2 separate regions of the Xenopus laevis genome follow, and region 1 is linked to region 2. Evidence: chromatin contacts called from public Hi-C data. All regions are on one chromosome and are shown on one strand. The core of a region is the stretch at or near the end of the contact, and the rest is flanking DNA. Distances in the headings are between cores, read along the strand shown. Region 1 has its middle 53 kb from the start of cnih1.L. Region 2 holds the start of bmp4.L (bone morphogenetic protein 4 L homeolog).

Region 1 (4,083 bases), core at 1,215-3,714, 200 kb before region 2:
ACATAGAGTGTCGCTAGTGCTACTTTATAAACATCTGCTGGACTTATATCCACCTTCACTGTTCTTTGTCTCTTTCCATGCCCTCTACCCCGTGACCCTCAATAATGCCAAATCCTAAGCAGAAGAATTTTTCACATTCTGTTTTAAATTATAATGATGTCATGTTAAATTCTTAAAATCCAATAAAAAGAAAATTAAAAGTAATAATGTACTGGATTTACTTGTATGCTGTAAAACAATTGCAACTTCACTTAGTTACTCCCTAGTGGAATAAAGTACAAGTTTATACACCAAATGTAACTTATCTTAATAATTTGACTCTAAGCCAAGAAAAAAAAAAACCTTGTTCACAATCACCTCAGGTAAAGAAGATCTTATTATCACATGATTATTATGTAGAGGTCAATAATCTTTATTTACAACTGTGTTAGTAAATGAAATCCAGCTCTACCTTACAAGTTTACTGGGGTTTTTTCCCTTAAACTTTCAGAGGAAATTGGGCTGTAAAAAAAGCTTGTAATGATGGAGAATGTTTAGCATTGCACTTTTCAAGCTGTATTGCATAGTCAGCAAATGATCTAAAGTGTTTGAGTGCAGGCCCACCTGGGGTAACAGGTAATAACTTTAGAGGAGGAAATGCTTTATTGGTTGCTTGAAAATTTTACATATATGATGCTAGAGTTAGTGTACAAAGCATCTCAATGTCATCACCAGGCAAGCAGATCTGTTGGTCCATGACAGTTGAAGTACATCTGACACATAAGAATAAAGCCTCAGGGTTTAACATAAGAAAATTAATTCTCTATAAATAAATCTTTTTCGTTTGTATTACACATACTCAGGGATATGTAACTGCTGTACTTTTCATTATTTATTACAATAGAGAAAATTATTAGGTAGAATCTCCACTTTAGATCTGTAATTCCATATTTAATTAAGTAAGTATCATGTCATATAACTGAAACCTTCAAACATAGCTACATGTCAAAAATTAATTAAGCTGTAAATGATGTACCTCATGCATAGGGTAGAGACCTGCATCAACAGATTGGTCGGGTTTCAGGCAGAAAGTTCCCAATTCCCTGGTCATGCATTTGTTCAGTGGGTACCCTGCCTGGCTAAATAGAAGAGGGGGATGGTGGTTAGCACAGCTTTTCCAAATGGTATGTGTCCAATTCTTTAATAGTTGCTCTGTGCTGCAACTGCTGCAAATGATCCAAGTATAGGAGAAGGAAGAGGAACTCCAGTAGTATTACTGCAAACAACTTTTCATTCCAGGCAGTGGTAAATACAACATGTTTCGGGTTCAATACTCTTTATCAAGATTCACTTGATAAAGGGTATTGAACCCGAAACATGTTGTGTTTACCACTGCCTGGAATAAAAAGTTGTTTGCAGTAATACTGCTGGAGTTCCTCTTCCTTCTCCTATACTTGTCTGGCTAAAGTGTGGCTGTGATCTCTCCCTCCCAACCCTGACAATAAAGCTTCTTTTTCCTCTAACCAGGTTGATCTGCCTCTGGAGCAATGTCACTTCTGGTCCACGATGATTCACTTCTACTTTCGAGGGTCCTTGGGTCGAAGGTAAGTTGTGGGCCAGGTAGCAGGGTGCATACAGGGTAGTGGGTGTGGGTTGGGTTGCAGGTCAACCAGTCCAGGTCAGGCACAGGTTTGCCCTACCAAACCATACAGAACTCTAGCATGGGGCTTATTATACCAGTCTAGAAGTACAACAGCCCCATAACACTTAAGATTCATGGCTCTGAAGTTGTCACTGGCTCCCCATCTTTATTATTTTGTTTGGCTTTCATTCCTGGTGACGGAGGCACTGTACATGTCCAGTGTCCTGCAATGGTGCCTGTTGAAGAGCACTATTTCCTGGTACTTCTGTGACTACTGTATATTTATTTCCTTTTTTTTCAGAACAATAGAAGCCCCATCTTGCTTTATGGTAAAGTTTCTAGAGATATACAGTATATATACAACTAGGATCAGACCCTGTGCCTCTGACTGGACAAAACAAAATGTGTTACCCTTCTTTCTGAATGTCCACTGTGCAATTATAATGCCATTGTCTGTGACTGATTTGAAATTGAGAGTGAGAGACAAAAAGAAAAACAAATGGATGCATTGCACATAAGAGCAGTAGAAACATATGAAACATGAAATCCAAACTGTCATCAATTTCAGTCACTAATTGAACACTATTGAATCTTATGTAAAAGAAAATTAAATGGTATTGTAATTAAATGGGCAGTCATATGGTAATGGTAAACCATGATATTTAGTTTACCTGTATGTGAAAATGGCCTGGCCCGCTGGCTGTATATTTCGCGATGCACGCATGCGCAAACGCACTGCACATATGCTGGAACACGTCTCGCTGTGCGTGCGCCTATTTGAGCACGCCAGCCAGTTCATTCCGGGCAGCAGGAGGTGCAGGTCTGGGCTTGTGGGGGCCCACCAAGTTTTTTCACGGTGTCCCGCTGGCCTAGTCCGACACTGAATGGTCCTGATAGGTTTCCCTGGTCCCTGCTGTATTCTGCCTGCCCTATGCTACCTGTGTGTGCCATACTCTCCCTGTCCTTTGCTCCCTGTGTGTGCCGTATGCTACCTGTCCTATGCTCCCTGTGTGTGCCATATTGCGCCTGCCCTATGCTCCCAGTGTGTTCCATACTTTGTCTGACATATGCTTCATGTGTGTGCCATACTCTGCCTCCTCTATGCTCCCTGTGTGTTCCATACTCTGCCTGCCCTACGCTACCTGTGGGGCGTGAGCCTGGTAGGGTTTGTTCTAGGGGTTTGTTAGTATCGGGAAATTGGGGAAATTGTTGTTAGGGGGTCCCCAAGGTGTGTAATCATGTGCTGGGGTGGGGGTGATGTGTTATCCACAGGGGAGGAGGAGACATTTGTCATGTTTTATATGACTTAAATTTTTCATATATGACTGATGAGTGATATCTCTGCAGTAAGCACCAACTATTGGGTTTTTTGGTATGCTCCCACCATTAATGTGGACATGGTCTTAAAAGTTCTTGTGGTAACATGAGTGTAGTTTAAAGTGGGTGTGGTTTAAAAAGGATAGTGGTCAACACTGGCTTCCATTATCTGCCCTCCACCACGGAGACCAGAAAAGGTCTGGCCCTCTGTACCACAGAAGTTGGACAGCACTGATCTAAAGTAATATTTTAGAATTCTGCAAACATGTTACAATTTGTGAAGCATTTATGCATCTGTTTGCTGAATGGAAGGTAGATTAAGTGACAGAAATGTTCACATTTCTCAGAAGCTAACATGGGTTGATGAGAGGTCGACACAAGGATGACACACATCAGCAGACAGTCACATTTTCCACACTGGCACATGATGAGAGCCAATAGCAACATGCATGCTGTCAGCACCCAATGCCTGAAATATAGGGCAAGGGATCATATGCCATAATTAAGTGCCCACAGGAAACTAAATGCATAGGTAAAATGGAGATGTTAATCTTTTAATGTAGCTTTAAATAAAGACTTTCCTATTTAAATTTGTACGGCTCTTGTGGATCCTCTGAATGCCTAAAAGCCCATGTTATTGCTGTTTTCAGTTAACCATTCCTAATTCTGTGAGTCTGGGGCTGGATCACAGAGACCTCCTCTTCTACCTGGTGAGTGCTTCTACATTTTGGTTCTTTATGTGCCTATTCTTTCTTTGATTGATATTCAAGGGATCAGATACCACGGCATTGATGTCAAAACCCCAAAATGTAATGGTTTGACCATGGTTATGTGTGACATTGAAGGAAGCACTTTTTATGAACCTTCTTTTAATCAGGACCACATTCTTTGAACATATGATAAAGTTAAACCAGAAGTGGCTCATTATGTGCTTTGTATCATGTATCCCTTTATTTTGCCTTTTATGGATAAGGACAACCCAGGCATAAAGGGTCTTCAATCACTGCTGCCAGAACCTAGTACCCCTCCCTGAGAAGGATTGTACCTGAGGTCCCTGTTTAATCAGGTAAAACGAATTCATTTGTCACATATTTTACTTTTTATATACACAGACATCATGGTCATGCACTTTGTCTAGCACAGTC
Region 2 (3,927 bases), core at 1,359-3,858:
CTAGAAAATGACAGAAGAATTTTATTACATACAGCTAAAAAATATCTACGTGTTGGCATTCCTTGATCTGACTACTTAATGGTCGTGGTTATATTTGACTGCTACTTTAGTAGCCAGTAATGATTTGCACAGATAATGCATATGTATGCGAGAATGAAAATAACAAAATACAAAGACATTGTGGCATGCTCAGAATGTTGCTTCTGTGCTTATCTGCATATAGAAACAGCAGCTGCAATACTGCTTACTTTAACTGACACATTCTCTATTAAACTCATGAAATTAGCGCAATCTATAGCTGATAGGACTGTTTTATTGCAGTCTATAAAGAATGCATCGGCTGGCAGTGGCACAAGAAGTACGGTGGCTCCCACGCATACAAAAAAATGAAAATATGTAGCACAGCATGTATGTGGAATGCGAACCATTGGTTTTAATGCTAGTAGTTACTTTACATTTGTTCTTCTAAAAAAGTTATGTCTCCCTAGACTTCTGTAAATCATATGCAGTGTTAAATGTAGTAAAGTGTGCTTCACAATCAAAATAAAAGTGATAGGACTGTGAATAGAAAAGGCAAGGGTGTCTGGCCAGTATAGTTAGAGTCAGTGTGAGACTGGAACCGAAGAAAAAGCAGATAAGTGGGAGGAGGTAAACAAGGTAAGCAACACAGATCAAGATTCTAGATGTAAAGTCAGAGAGAAGTCACAGGATGAAGATTTTTGTCTCCGGGACAAATGGCTAATTCCTAATGACTTGCCTAGAAAACCTGGTGAGTGACAGAAGGGTGTGCAGTGTGCTGGTTTTGTCTCTGGCACCGAACATTATCTACCTTACAATTCCAAGTATTGCTTCTTTTATACTGCCATAAATACCTGATGTGATGGGTTATGATTACTTTTCACACCGTTACAGTGAAAAAAAAGTAGAGGGCTATGCACAAGAAACGATTATATTCTCTAGGCTAGAGTGGTGTAAATCAAAGCAAAGGTGGGGGATACAGTATGTTAATGAGATTTAGCAGTGTTTTAAACAGATTATGCACCATTATGATCATTTGAACTTCCTATAATAAAAGCTATTTATTAGTTTGGGGAAGCATTTTTAAAAGAAAATCCATGTAATCAATACCTGGAAGTAATTGTGATGTACAGATATGGGATCTATTATCCGGAAACTGGTTATCCAAAAAGATATTAATTACGGGACGGCCATCTCCCATCGACTCCATTTTATCTGTCACCCAAATTTTTTATTATATCCTTTTTCTCTATAATAATACAACAGTACATTGTACTTGATTCAAGCGCATGTATTATTAATCGTTATTGGAAGCAAAGCAAGCAGATTGGAAACGCTTTTCTAGTAGACTAAAGGTATGAAGATCTAAATTACGGAAACAACCATTATCTGGAATACCCCAGGTCCCGAGCATTCTTGATAGTACTAAATCTGCCAGTATTATAATACAGATGATCTGTCAGTTCTGTTTAGCCATTACCAGATAATGTGAAATATGGTGGAATAAAATTCTTTAAAGGGGAATGCACTGGAACAACCAGACAGGAATGTGTGTCCAGTAGCTGATTGTTTCCCCATAGGTGACAAAGTCCTGCACCCCCTCCCCCATAAAGCTATACTACTGTATGTTAAAAATGACACTGAATAGATATCAAGGTGCCAATTTATTCACAGTATTCTTGATCTTTACAGGGGAAGGAAAATGTAGTTATATATAGAATAAAATAGCATGTTGCCCTCCATTCGGAGAACACCTTCCCCCTTAATTCTGATCCACACAGAATACAGTTTATAACCAACCTTATTTGGCTGGATGATAGATAGGCTGAAGTACTGGAATTTATTTCTATACTTTTTAAAGGGAGGACATGAGGGGGTGTAGATTGGGAGGGGACTGAGTAAGGTGTTGGAAGGAAATCGAATTTACAGGCATGATTGTTGCACATTGGCAGTAGTTGAAGAAGTGAATGGGGCTGATATACCTGGGCAAGGGTGATTGTATATGTTTGTGCTGGGGCTCCTGGTTATTAGGGCGAGATACTTCTGTGAGAATTAGCAGACGTGTTAAGGAGTCGGGTTAGCCCCGTTGTCATAGAAACTTCGAAGGCTGAGGTGAGCAAGGGGCGCCCTTGCATTACACCTTCATTTATTGAGCGCCCCAATGGCCCTTTAACTCTTTCTTGGTAGAATAGGATTGGCACGACCATTACAACGACAGCCTTAATTAGTCATACAGAAACATGCCAGGTGTTTCACGTGAGCGCTTTCACTCGCCCCGTGACACAGGCAAGCAATTGGTTGTCGCTGAGGGAAAGTGTAGGACAGTCAGGCTTTTATTACAAGCAAAGTACGCGCGATGGCAATTTCATTAACACGAGATTAAAGTAGAAGGAGCGCCGATAAAAGCGGAAAGTCGGCCCGTTCCTGGAATCACCACACGCACACTCGGACACAGCCCTCCCCTAATATAGGCCGCAAGGTGGGCCGGCCGCCGACTTGATTGACGGGTTCCCGGAGCGATTTGCCCCCCACGTGATCCGCAAAAGGGGCTGGGAGTTAAAGTAGAGTGTTGCTGGCTGCGCTCTCATTATATTCCAATATTCATTTTAGGAGCCAGTTCCTTAGTATCATCTGCAAACTGCGTCCCGAGCCCGTGCACTGAGCTTTTCCACCCATTTCTGTCCAAGATTGGCTGTCAAGAATCATGGACTGTTTTTCTATGCCTTGTTTTGTGTCAGTGAGTAGACTTTCTGTTCCTCTTGTATTTCTCATCTTCTCTGTTCTTTGCCTGTAGCTGTCCCCCTGCATAGGAACCCCCCACACACGGCTCTGGCTACTTCCTGCTGCCGACCCGACAATCAGTTGAGTCGCCCCGACGCGCTCTAGGACACAAGTGTGCTGCCCATGTACAACTGCAGGTGTTGGAGAACTACAAGTACCAGCATTCATTGGCCAGGCTCGCGGAATTAGGGGGTGTAGCGTGTTGTAGTTCTTTAGCAACTGGATTGCCGAGCGCTTGGGCTGCAGTGGGACTGATAACATGTATCACAGCTGGAGCGCGGACATATCGCAGGCTATCGGGTTGCAGCACATGATCCAGCTGCTCGGAGCGCCGGCACTTGTTGCACAGGGGCAAATGGCAGAGGCATTTCTATAGCGACTGCTGCCAATTGCGGGAGACGCTCTCAGTCAGATTAGCAACAGGATGGCGGTGACTATCTGATAATGAGGGATGTGACTGGACACAAGTTATAACTCAAGACCCCCCCCGCCCCGGGTGCCTCTGTGGAACTGTCCTTGTCCTATTATTTGCTTTCATCCCGCTCTATCACTTGATTTTTTTGTCAGTCTAATCCCCCGCAGATCCTCCCTATTTATTTGCATGTATTTTGTTTGTTGTGCACCCTCCAGAGACATCATGATTCCTGGTAACCGAATGCTGATGGTCATTTTATTATGCCAAGTCCTGCTCGGAGGCACTAACCATGCCAGCCTCATACCTGACACGGGCAAGAAGAAAGTAGCGGCCGACATTCAGGGGGGTCGGAGGTCCGCTCAGGGCCATGAGCTCTTGCGGGATTTCGAGGTGACGCTGCTGCAGATGTTCGGCCTCGGCAAGCGGCCGCAGCCCAGTAAGGATGTGGTGGTGCCCGCGTATATGCGCGACCTGTACAGGCTTCAGTCGGCGGAGGAAGAGGATGAGCTGCACGATATCAGCATGGAGTATCCTGAGAGACCGACCAGCCGCGCCAACACTGTGAGGAGCTTCCATCACGAGGGTGAGTAGCCGCACTCCATTCTCGCCCCACATAGGCAACTTGTTAAATAGGACGGACTGTACCACCCGCACTTACCTCTGACTCCCTGAGCTTCCTAACGCTTGGGTACCGCAAACCTCTCTCACTCCCC

What was found. Hi-C and Micro-C count contacts between places; a contact is called where the count stands out from the background.
Region 1: a contact with region 2 is called in a Hi-C map of the XTC cell line, with 3 times the contacts expected there. The contact joins the enhancer-like site here to the promoter of bmp4.L in region 2. A contact is called at or near these places in 2 of 4 Hi-C or Micro-C datasets (the XL177 cell line and the XTC cell line).

Annotation. Positions count from the first base shown.
Region 1 is chr8L:86,105,927-86,110,009 of Xenopus_laevis_v10.1, reverse strand. No RefSeq gene overlaps it. Among protein-coding and RNA genes, the nearest start is that of cnih1.L, 53 kb to the left of the region's middle. Within about 2 kb of position 2,464, at least 1 of the 7 cell types and tissues checked has an H3K27ac peak or open chromatin away from gene starts, as enhancers often do.
Region 2 is chr8L:85,910,240-85,914,166 of Xenopus_laevis_v10.1, reverse strand. bmp4.L (bone morphogenetic protein 4 L homeolog) reads left to right here and starts at 2,608. Exons shown (of 3, transcript NM_001088032.1): 1 at 2,608-2,755; 2 at 3,430-3,797. The coding sequence starts at 3,437.